2 separate regions of the Ovis aries genome follow, and region 2 is linked to region 1. Evidence: chromatin contacts called from public Hi-C data. All regions are on one chromosome and are shown on one strand. Each heading gives the region's core, a stretch centred on a gene start, on an enhancer-like site or on the middle of the called end of the contact. The rest is flanking DNA. Distances are from core to core; before and after follow the strand shown.

Region 1 (5,261 bases), core at 1,510-4,009:
AGCCCGTCTGTTCTGGTTCCTCGGGGACCCTTTGGCCTGGAACATTTGGTAGAGCCCATTAAAATTAAAAAGCCAAGTGGCTGATGGCTCTGAATGCCAACTCGCTTTCCCTGGCATGGTGGGTCCTGTTTAAGAGAACCAGCTGGCATTAATGGCACACAACTCATCACGAACAGCAGCTAGCGATCAGAAAAATCTGAGCTAATAATCGGGTTCGGGAAAGATAATGAGATATGGAACAGTCACCGCTGAGGGTCCCCCAGGGTTTGTTTTAACAGCCTCCAGATAAACCACAAAATAGAAATTAACCAAACAGGGGCTCCATTTTGGTGGAGGGGAGCACAAACAAGATGGGGATTTTGTGTAAGAATTCCCCATGGGGCCAGCGGCAGGGTGCCTGGGAGAAGCCAGAGCCCAGGACCCGTGGACGGCAGATTGGGCTGAGAGAGCAGTGGACCCACCTCTGTCCAAGCTCTCGCTCCCGGGAGGGTGGATTTGCCATGGGCAGCTGAGGGCACAAGAAGGGGAGGAGGGAAGTCTGGCTCCCTGGCAGACCCCCACAATGGAGACAAATGCTGCCCGGCACCAAGAACTGGGGACCCGCGTCCCAAGACCTTCAGTGTCATCGGGGAACACAGCTGATAACTGTCTCCTTGAGTAGGAGGGTCCTTCCAGGCCAACACCAGCCTAGCTTCTACAAGGCCAGAGATGAGACATCGGATGGGGTTGGAACAATGCCTGTGTCCTCCACTCCAGCCCCCTGCAGAATGCCTCTATCTCCATGGGCTTCAGGCAATCCACCTGCACACACGGCAAATGAGGGTCATCTTGATCTTCCTCACCCACATCCTGTCTGCCTCTCCCATTCCCAGCTCAGCTCTTCAAGCCAGAACCCTAGGGGTCTACCTGGACAGGAGCCTCTGCTACCCCACACCCAGCTCTGTGTGCTGGGTGTCTTAAGTACAGCTATTTCTCTCTCTCTCTCTGCTCAAGCCCACCATTTAGCTTAAGCACCCATCACTTCTCCCTGGACAACTGCCCACCTCCTAACTGGGCTCCCTACTTGCCCTCTTGACCCTTCTAATCCACTGTCTAATCCACAGCAGCCAGAGTGGAACCAACACGCGTGAGTCTCTCAGTGGTTTCACTGCATTTAAGACCCACACGGCCCTAGCTGACCACCTGGACATGCTTGCAAGGCTCTGGTCACTTCAGCCCCACCCTGCTCCTCCAATGAGCCAGTTCCCTCCCTCCCTCTCCCACCTTTTCTCGAAAGCCCTGCCCTCTCTCAGCTTCCTCACTTTTCAGCTTGAACATCAGGCCTTCAGAGAGGCCTCCTTTTCACTCAGGGCTCCCCCTTTTTACAGCCTCTCACGAAACCTGGAGCTCTTCTTTCCACATACCTATCACAGTCCCTAAGTTCATTCATTTACTTCTTAAAACGTTGGGAATCAAAGTAACTCATGTGTATTATTTAAAACAGAATTATATGGAAATATTGTTATCTGTGGACACTTTACCAAACATCCATCTCTCCCCATAGGCCCTAAAGTGCTGGGCACAGGGCCTATGTACACTCTTATTCCTCATGGAATTTCTGGTGCCTGATGAAATGAGTAGGTGCTTAATAAATGTTTCTAGATAAATCAAGTGACTGATTTCTGAAGCAGAAAAAAAAAAAAAAAAAAAAGAGCCGCAAATGAGACTTGTCTTGTGCAGCCACTGCTGTCCACCTCGGCAAACACAGCTCTATGGGGCCAGATCCACGTGCAGGGCTAAGACCACCTGAGCGAATGGTATATCCACTCTGCCAGGAGGAGGAGCTTTGAGGGGGCACGTGCCCTCCCCCAGGGCTAGGAAGGCTTCTGAGAAAGGGGATGCCCAACTGAGCCCTGAGGGAGGGTAGGGAGCAGCCAGGCAAGAAGGGAGGGGGACTCTGCAGGCTGCAGGAATATGAAGTACCAGGTTGTCTGCAGCCAGTTCTGCGGACTAACAGCACCTGCCATAAGGGGCCCAAGGCGCCCTGTAGGACAACAGACGGAGCACGTCTGAAAGGAGGGATGGCATGAGGTCAGAATTTAGGATCTACTTCTGGGTGGTGGATCATAAAATAACCAAGTGGTCATACAACCAAGCATGACAGTTGGACCATAAAGAAGGCTGAGCGCTGAAGAATTGTTGCTTTTGAACTGTGGTGTTGGAGAAGACTCTTGAGAGTCCCTTGGACTGCAAGATCAAATCAGTCAATTCAAAACCAAATCAACCCTGAACATTCATTGGAAGGACTGATGCTAAAGCTGAAGTCCCAATACTTTGGCCACTTGATGGGAAGAGCTGACTCATTGGAAAAGACCCTGATGCTGGAAAAGATTGAAGGCAGGAGGAGAAGGAGACGACAGAGGATGAGATGGTTGGATGGATCACCGACTCAATGGACATGAGTTTGAGCAAGCTCTGGGAGACAGTGAAGGACAGGGAAGCCTGGTGTGCTGCAGGCCATGGGGTCACAAAGAGCAGGACACGACTGAGCTACTGAACAACACCACCACCAAAGTGGCCAGGGGTTTTTGCAGGCCCTGGTGGAGCAAGGGCTAGAACAGGTCAAGGCATCGCCGAGGTACCAAAATTGCCCACCAGAGGGCGTGCATTGATCCAATAGAATAAAATCGATAGCAACCAGTGGACCCTGAGCCTCTATGGAGGTCAGTTTGTCCTGCAACCCCAATCAGGCTGTTGCTTGGCAACAGGTCCAAGAGCAAAGGGCCAAGGTGGCCAGGACAGAGTTGTGCACAGGTTCAAACACCAGTCAGCTCCAGCTGCAGCTGTGTAGCTTCTTTGCTAGCAATAGTGACCAACATTGACCCCTGAACCATGCCCCAGAGGAACCTGCTGGCCACTTACAGGAAAACCAATGATATCAGACCCCTTCTGTCTAGGAAGGGACAACAACATGTCCTCCCCAGGATAGATGTGGAGCCGATATCTGCGTCAGACTTGTCACTGCCAGCATCACCATCTGCAGGCTTCCGGAACACTTCAGATTCGGATGCAGGGTCCATACAATGGGCCCTCCAACCTGGAAGCCACACAGAGTGACAGCAGAGAGGCAGCAGTCTGCTCTGGATTCTCAGGCTGTTGGTCTCCTAACTCCATCAGGCTCAGAGAAGAGTATCTGGGCCTGAGCTACACGCTGGACCGCAGAGGACACCCTGAGCTACACCCTGAGCTATACCCTGGACCACAGAGGACACCCAGAGCTACACCTTGGACCATGAGGACATCCAGAGCTATACCTTGGATCACAGATCACACCCTGAGATACACTCTGGACCATGAGGACACCCAGAGCTACACCCTGGACCGCAGAGGACACCCAGAGCTACACCCTGGACCACAGAGCACACCCTGAGCTACACCCTGGACTGCAGAGGACACTCTGAGCTATACCCTGGACCACAGAGCACACCCTGAGCTACACCCTGAGCTACACCCTGGACCACAGAGCACACCCTGAGCTACACCCTGAGCTACACCCTGGACCACAGAGCACACCCTGAGCTACACCCTGAGCTATACCCTGGACCACAGAGTACACCCTGAGCTATACCCTGAGCTACACCCTAGACCACAGAGCACACCCTGAGCTACACCCTGAGCTACACCCTGGACCATAGAGCACACCCTGAGCTATACCCTGGACCACAGAGGACACCCTGAGCTACACCCTGAGCTACACCCTGGACCACAGAGGATACCCTGAGCTACACCCTGGACCACAGAGCACACCCTGAGCTACACCCTGAGCTATACCCTGGACCACAGAGTACACCCTGAGCTATACCCTGGACCACAGAGGCTACCCAGAGCTATACCCTGGACCACAGAGGACACTCTGAGCTACACCCTGAGCTACACCCTAGACCACAGAGCACACCCTGAGCTACACCCTGAGCTACACCCTGGACCACAGAGCACACCCTGAGATACACCATGAGCTACACCCTAGACCACAGAGCACACCCTGAGCTACACCCTGAGCTACACCCTGGACCACAGAGGACACCCTGAGCTACACCCTGAGCTACACCCTGGACCACAGAGCACACCCTGAGCTATACCCTGAGCTATACCCTGGACCACAGAGGATACCCAGAGCTACACCCTGGACCACAGAGCACACCCTGCTGGACCACAGAGGACACCCAGAGCTATACCCTGGACCACAGAGGACACCCAGAGCTAGACCCTGGACCATAGAGCACATCCAGAGCTACACCCTGGACTACAGAGGACACTCTGAGCTACAACCTGGACCACAGAGGACACCCAGAGCTATAGCCTGGACATGAGGACACCCAGAGATATACCTTGGACCATGAGGACACCCTGACCTACACCCTGGAGCATGAGGACACCTGGAGCTACACCCTGGACCATGAAGACACCTGAAGCTACATCCTGGACCATGAGGACACCCTGACCTACACCGTGGACTGCAGAGCACACCCTGACCTACACCCTGGACCATGAGGACACTCTGACCCACACCCTGGACTGCAGAGCACACCCTGACCTACACCCTGGACCATGAGGACACCTGGAGCTACACCCTGGACCATGAAGACACCTGAAGCTACATCCTGGACCATGAGGACACTCTGATCTACACCCTGGACCACAGAGGGCTCCTGCTGAAGATGCTGATAAAGACACTGAGGCACAGAAGTGAAGTCAAGGACAGACACTATTTTACTGACACAAAGCCACTTCTTTCTTCCTGCTTCCCTGTGGTGTAGGGTGGTTAGAAAAGTCAGGCTGTGCTGTTGGCTCCCCACTGGAGGAACTCTTACCCTGCCCCCTGGTAGACAAGTCTCTCCCAGGTGCTCTGAGACCAGAGGGGACTGCAACAAAACTTTTGAGGGGCTCTTCAAGTGTAACAAGGGGTTGCACTCTACCCACCTGCATACTTGGTTTCTGGGCGTTCTGCAAGACTACACCTGACTCGTTCTGTGCTTGAGCGAGTGGTGTCCTCCGTGGTCCAGGGTGTAGCTTAGGTTGTGCCTTAGGAGATGCCTAGCAAGTTGAAGGCGCTCCGTAAGTATTACCCACTATGATTACTTGCCAGTCTGACTATCACGGGGCACAGAGCTCCAGTAAGCAATGGGAACTGGGAGGGGTGGAGCTCAGCCCAGGCAGCCCCTGGGATACCTCCTTGTGTCCACTGACTGGGTTAACAGACAACCACTGTATCCTATACAGAA
Region 2 (5,261 bases), core at 2,002-4,501, 180 kb after region 1:
ACAGTCCCTGCTGCTTTCACTGAGCCCTGTGCTGCCCGGCGTGGAGCTGCCTCTGCCCAGAAGGGGCCCAAGTGGACGAGGGCTCGGAGCTGACTCACTTCTCTGCCCTAACCCTCTGAGCTCAGCCTTCTCCCAGGGCTCCTCTCCTTCTGAATGTCCTAAGCATGAATGTGTTGTCTGGCTCGAGGCCCAGATTTGACGTGTCCACTCCTGTCCTCCATCCTGGGTCTGTGTGGAGCTTGGGGCCTTGCCATCTGTACTCATCAGGAGCCAAGGCCCCCAGGCACTGGCCTCTGTCCACTTACTGCAGCCGGCCTCTCTCCCTGCCTGGGTCTCCATGCCTCTGGTCACAGTAGTCCCTGCCGTCCCTCAGCTTCCTGACCTCCTGAGACACTGGACTTCCCAGACCCTCCTTGCATGGCTCCCTAGCCAGCCTAGACTAGGGACAGCATTCTCTGGCCACTCATAGGGTTACTGGTTGGGGACATCGGAAGGCAATATCACCAAACAGCCTATAGACACACCAGCCACGCTGCATACATAGCAGATATCACACACACACATCCCCGTCAACACTGCAGACGCTCCACCGACACAGCCCTCCCCGCAGACACCCTTACCCTCCCCTCGGCAAACACTATACACATACAGACACAAGGCACGAGGCACTACAAACACACCCACACTCAGCAGGCACACACACCCAGCTAACACTGCCCCACCAACCTATGCTCACAACCGACCAAAGCCGTGTATACCCTCTGCTAATAGAATACGCATACAGCCTCACACTTTCCCGGGCACCCACACATTCATACACAGCAGACACCACACCCTCACACCCCCAACACACACTACACCTGCTCACACGTGCCCTCACATTCATTGGAGTTGGCGGCCATACACCTGGTATATGAGAAAGCTAAGGAGCCCCCACCAGGCCGCACCAAAGAGCGTGAGGTGGAGAGAACTGCGCCTTCGTAATCTGCCTGATGAGATGCAGGAGGAGGAGATCCCACCGCTTCCGGGATGTAGGACTCAGGCTTTAGCTCAGTCCTGTCACAGCAGACATGTGACCTGGGTCACCCTGTCCACAACCAGGAAAAAAAGCAATAGGAGGAACTGTCCAAAGTCTTCAGACAGGCATTAGGGCCCTGGGTATTCACCCTACAGCATATACTGAGGGCCACCCCAGCCTGGGTGCTGCAAGGCAGATAAGAAATTCCAGGCTAGGCTTGGTCCCTGCCCTCAAGGAGTCAGCATCAAGCTGGAGAGAGAAGCAGGGCTTCGTATCAGAGGATGTAAGAACAAACACACACCAACTGTGCAAACTCACTGTCAGGTGGAGACTCTGAGGATCAAATGGGGTTCAAGGTAAATCAAGCAACCCCGGGGTGGCCGCAGCAACTGGCCATGTCTGCAGGGAAGAATTCAGACTTGGGAATGAGGAAGGAGGGAGAAACAGTCATTTATTCATTTATCAGCTATTTATTTACTCAGCCTCTACAGCCTACCTAGTGCTCTGAGGAAGGAGACCCCTGCTTTCTGCAACTTCTATCCCAGCTGGGAGAAAGTCAGCACCAACCTAATGCACCAACCTAGGGAGGGTTACCCTAGGACAGGGGAGGGCTCCTAGGGCAAGAGGGCAGGCCTGAGACTAGGGCAAAGCAAGAAGACCCTCCCTCCCAGGAGCTGCCCCTGCACCGTGCAACCTCCGGGGGAGTGGCCTTAAATCTGTGCCCTCAGTGGCGCCTCCCTTGCCTCACACTCATCCCAGTTGTGTCAAGAACACTAAGGGGAGGAGCCTAGGCAGGAAGCTCCAATTTGCTATCAAGTCCTCCTAGTCTGATTTCTCCTCTGTGTGTCTCGGTTTTTATCCTCCGTTTCCGTAGAGCCCCAGTTACCCTGGCCCAGCCTCTGGCCCCAGCCTTAGCTTTCCTTCCCTATGCCTCAGGGTGTCAGAGGAGGTTCCCTCCTCCCTACCCACCACCGCCCCACCGCCTGCAATGGCTGTTCTGGGAGAGGGGGTGGGGGGGAGGTGCACTCTGGGGACCTGAAGGGGAGACTGGGAAGAAAGAAAGCTCACCCTAGCTAGGAACAGAGTCTGGTCCCGGTGAAGCCATCATTAGAGCCTCAGTGGGTTTGTCCCCAAAGGCTCCCATGTCACCCTCTTTCTCTCTTTTCCTGCTATGATCTCTCTTACTAAGGACCTGTATAACACAAGTAAAATGAAGTCGCGTCACCAGGCTCCTCGGTCCACAGGATTTTCCAGGCAAGAATACTGGAGTGGGTTGCCATTTCCTTCTCCAGGGGATCTTCCCGACCCAGGGATCAAACCTGGGTTTTCCGCGTTGCAGGCAGACACTTTACCATCTGAGCTACCAGGGAATCCCGTATAATATAAGAGACCATGTCTGTTTCCCAGCTTGGAGCACTCTGCACTCCACACTCAGTGGAGAAAGCCTGAATGTGGATGCAGTGACGCCCAGGCCCCTCTGGCAGACTTCAGGAAGTGGGACCCTCAAAAAACTGCAGAAGCTCTGGGGCCTGGAGGGTAGTTTGGGGCACACAGGGGCCTCTCAACGCCCCCCATAGCTCCATAGCTGACTCTCACAGTGTCAAGCTCAGCCAGACCCCATCCCTCACCTAACGAAGGCCAGCGCGATCTGCGGTCTCAGCCTGGCGGGCCCTGCCAAGGGTGTGAGTGTTCTCTTCCTCCCTCCACGCTCATTTCCCCCTGGCAACCTCGATGCCCTTTCCAAGGACGTTCTCCGCCTTCAAGGCCGGATTGACCTCAGCAAGAGGGGCTCTAAGAACAAGAGGTGGGGGACGGGTAGGTGGGTCTCCACTGCCTCCTAGGCCCCGGGGAGAAGGTGGGAAGCCCCTCCCGGAGCCCTCGACTGCAGCGCTGATCAATGGGCCGCAGCCGGCGGACTGGGCCGGACCGAAGGATTAGGGCGGAGAAGGGCAATTACGGGCGAGCGGCCGGCACCGGCTTTCCTCCACTGCGGGGCTCAAATGCCGCATTTCGGATGCAGCGCCGCGCCGCCCTGTTTGCTCGGGGAGTGGGGGCTCCGGGGCAGGAAGCCAACTCGCAAGAGTATCGGAGATTAGGGCTCGCGGCGGCGGGGGCGGGCGCTGGACAAACAAGCGGCGGCCGCCTCAATCCGCCGCCCTCTATTCCGCCCGCGGCTACGCAAGGCCGGGACGCGGGGAGGCGCCCTCGCGGGCCGGGGAGGCCGCGGCCCCTACCCCGCCCCGGGCTCCGCGCTCCCCCGGGGACGCTCCGCCTGCAGGCTCGAGCTGCGGGGGCGGGGCGCAGAGCCGAGCTGCGCCTGGCGGGGAAGCGACGGATTTTGTTTTATTTTTTTTTTTCTTCCTTTAAATATTTATCAGTTTTGCTCCTTAATAAGCTTACACGTGGAAGACCAACTCCCGTAAAAATTGGGTTGGTACCGTAGATCATGGTGGGAGAATGAGAAAAAGGAGGGCATGGACGACAGAGCAGGACCTGGGTGGAGTCGGGAGGACAAGGAAGGGGAAGACGGAGGGCGAATGGAGGAAAGCCAGGCGCCGGTCCCTCCGACCCTCCTCTCTCCCCGCACCTCTACCTCCCCATCTGCCTGGTGGGGGTGAGGGCCAAGAGCTCCCGGCTGGGGATGGGAAAGGAAAAAGAGGCAAAGGTGGAGGTGTGAAGACCGGGGAGCGGCGGGCCCCTTGCAGCCCGGGCCATGCGGCAGAGGACGGCGTCTCCTGTGTCCAGGGGCCCGCGCTGCCCGGCGCCGACCGCCGCCCTCGGTCTGAGTTCTCCGCTGCTCTGGGAGGCGAGCCTTTGATAAGCCTCCAGGAGCGCCGGAGGACATGTCCAGACTCTTACTCCAGAGCTTCCAGGGACCTAAAGGCCAGAAGGACAGTCCGGGACCCCAGAACAAATTCTGGGAGCTGTGGAATTCACCCCCTGGCTTCTGCCTCAGCCCCAGCTACAGCCCCTCCTGCCCTTCCGCAACTCTCAGACCCTGCTCCTCCCTGTTCCCTGAGCAGACTGGCCATTCCTAAAAACATGCCTTTGCTCAGGTTTCCGGGAGGGTTCAAATCCTGACCATCAAGGCACAGCAAGCATCCAGTCTCTTCCTCCTGGAAGCCCTCTAGGGCTTCTCCAACTCAGAGCCCCTTCCAATTTAGCATCTGATTCCATCACAAGACCCCTCTGTGGTGGGCCCCAGCCTTCTCTCTTCCCTTTCAAAGTCAGGCTGTATGTTCTCTTAGAACTGAGCAGTTTGGCTCTGAATAGGATCTGCCCACACTCGCCCCCACCTCCAGACAGCTGGAGCTTAAAAAGTTAGTGGGCTGGTCGGGGAGGTACTTGTGCCTATGAGGGCCTTTGTTCCTTAGGAGTGACACAGGTTCTCTCCCAGGGAACCCCACCCAGTTCCTCACTCCTCTGACTGGCTCCTCTGCTCCTTTCCCCACCCCACCGAGATCCCTTGGGAGGTAAGGCCACTTTGTAATCTTCCCCTGTTCTTGGAAAGCTTATGAAGTCCCTTCTCTGGCTGTTGACACCTCTGAACTAAACAGGCTTCCTTTTCACCCTCTCCTGAGGTCCTTAGTGAGCTGCTGGAACCTCTAGAAATGATCAGGCAACTACCAGTTCCAAGATTCAGGAGGTTAAGACCTCACCTCAAGAGAAGTTGTGGCTAAAACCACCAGGAAGCTGCCCTCACCATGGGTGGACATACTGACCAGACAGTGCAGCCTGTGGAGGGCAATGCAGCCACATCAGCCATTTCAAATGAACCTCTCTCTCATCCCAGGAGTTACACAAGAATCTCTCCTTAAAAGTGCTTGCAGGGAGCACAGCACCTAGGAGGATGTTTGTCATGAGGGGAAAGAGAAAAAAATCTTAAAGCCCATCAGTGGTGGACTGGCTCAACCGTTTGCATGCTGTGCAACCGTTTGTGAAAAATTTGGTGGAGGTATATATACCGACACAGAGACGTGTCCAATATATATTAAATGAGGAATAAAGCAAGTTTAAAATAGTTTAAAATACTTTGATGCAATGATTTTTTGTAAAAATTGTTATAATAAATGTTAGTATATGTATGGGACAGAAGTAAACCTGAAAAAATGGTGGTTATTTTGTTAGGAGGTTATAGAGAAGCTTTCATTTTCTTAATAATAATTTTGGTATTGTTTAGTTTTTACACAAAATGTATATATTAGCTTCGGAATTCGAAAAGAAAAATAAGTCTATGGACCAT

What was found. A called contact is a pair of places that touch in the nucleus more often than the background predicts.
Region 2: a contact with region 1 is called in a Hi-C map of liver, with 3 times the contacts expected there. The contact joins two enhancer-like sites. A contact is called at or near these places in 5 of 16 Hi-C or Micro-C datasets (hypothalamus, liver, muscle and 2 more).

Annotation. Positions count from the first base shown.
Region 1 is chr3:95,014,357-95,019,617 of ARS-UI_Ramb_v3.0, forward strand. All of the region lies in intron 9 of SFXN5 (sideroflexin 5), which reads right to left. Among named protein-coding and RNA genes, the nearest start is that of SFXN5, 72 kb to the right of the region's middle. Within about 2 kb of position 2,760, at least 3 of the 54 cell types and tissues checked have an H3K27ac peak or open chromatin away from gene starts, as enhancers often do. A contact at or near this core is called in liver, where this site is marked.
Region 2 is chr3:95,195,125-95,200,385 of ARS-UI_Ramb_v3.0, forward strand. No RefSeq gene overlaps it. Among named protein-coding and RNA genes, the nearest start is that of NOTO, 30 kb to the right of the region's middle. Within about 2 kb of position 3,252, at least 16 of the 54 cell types and tissues checked have an H3K27ac peak or open chromatin away from gene starts, as enhancers often do. A contact at or near this core is called in liver, where this site is marked.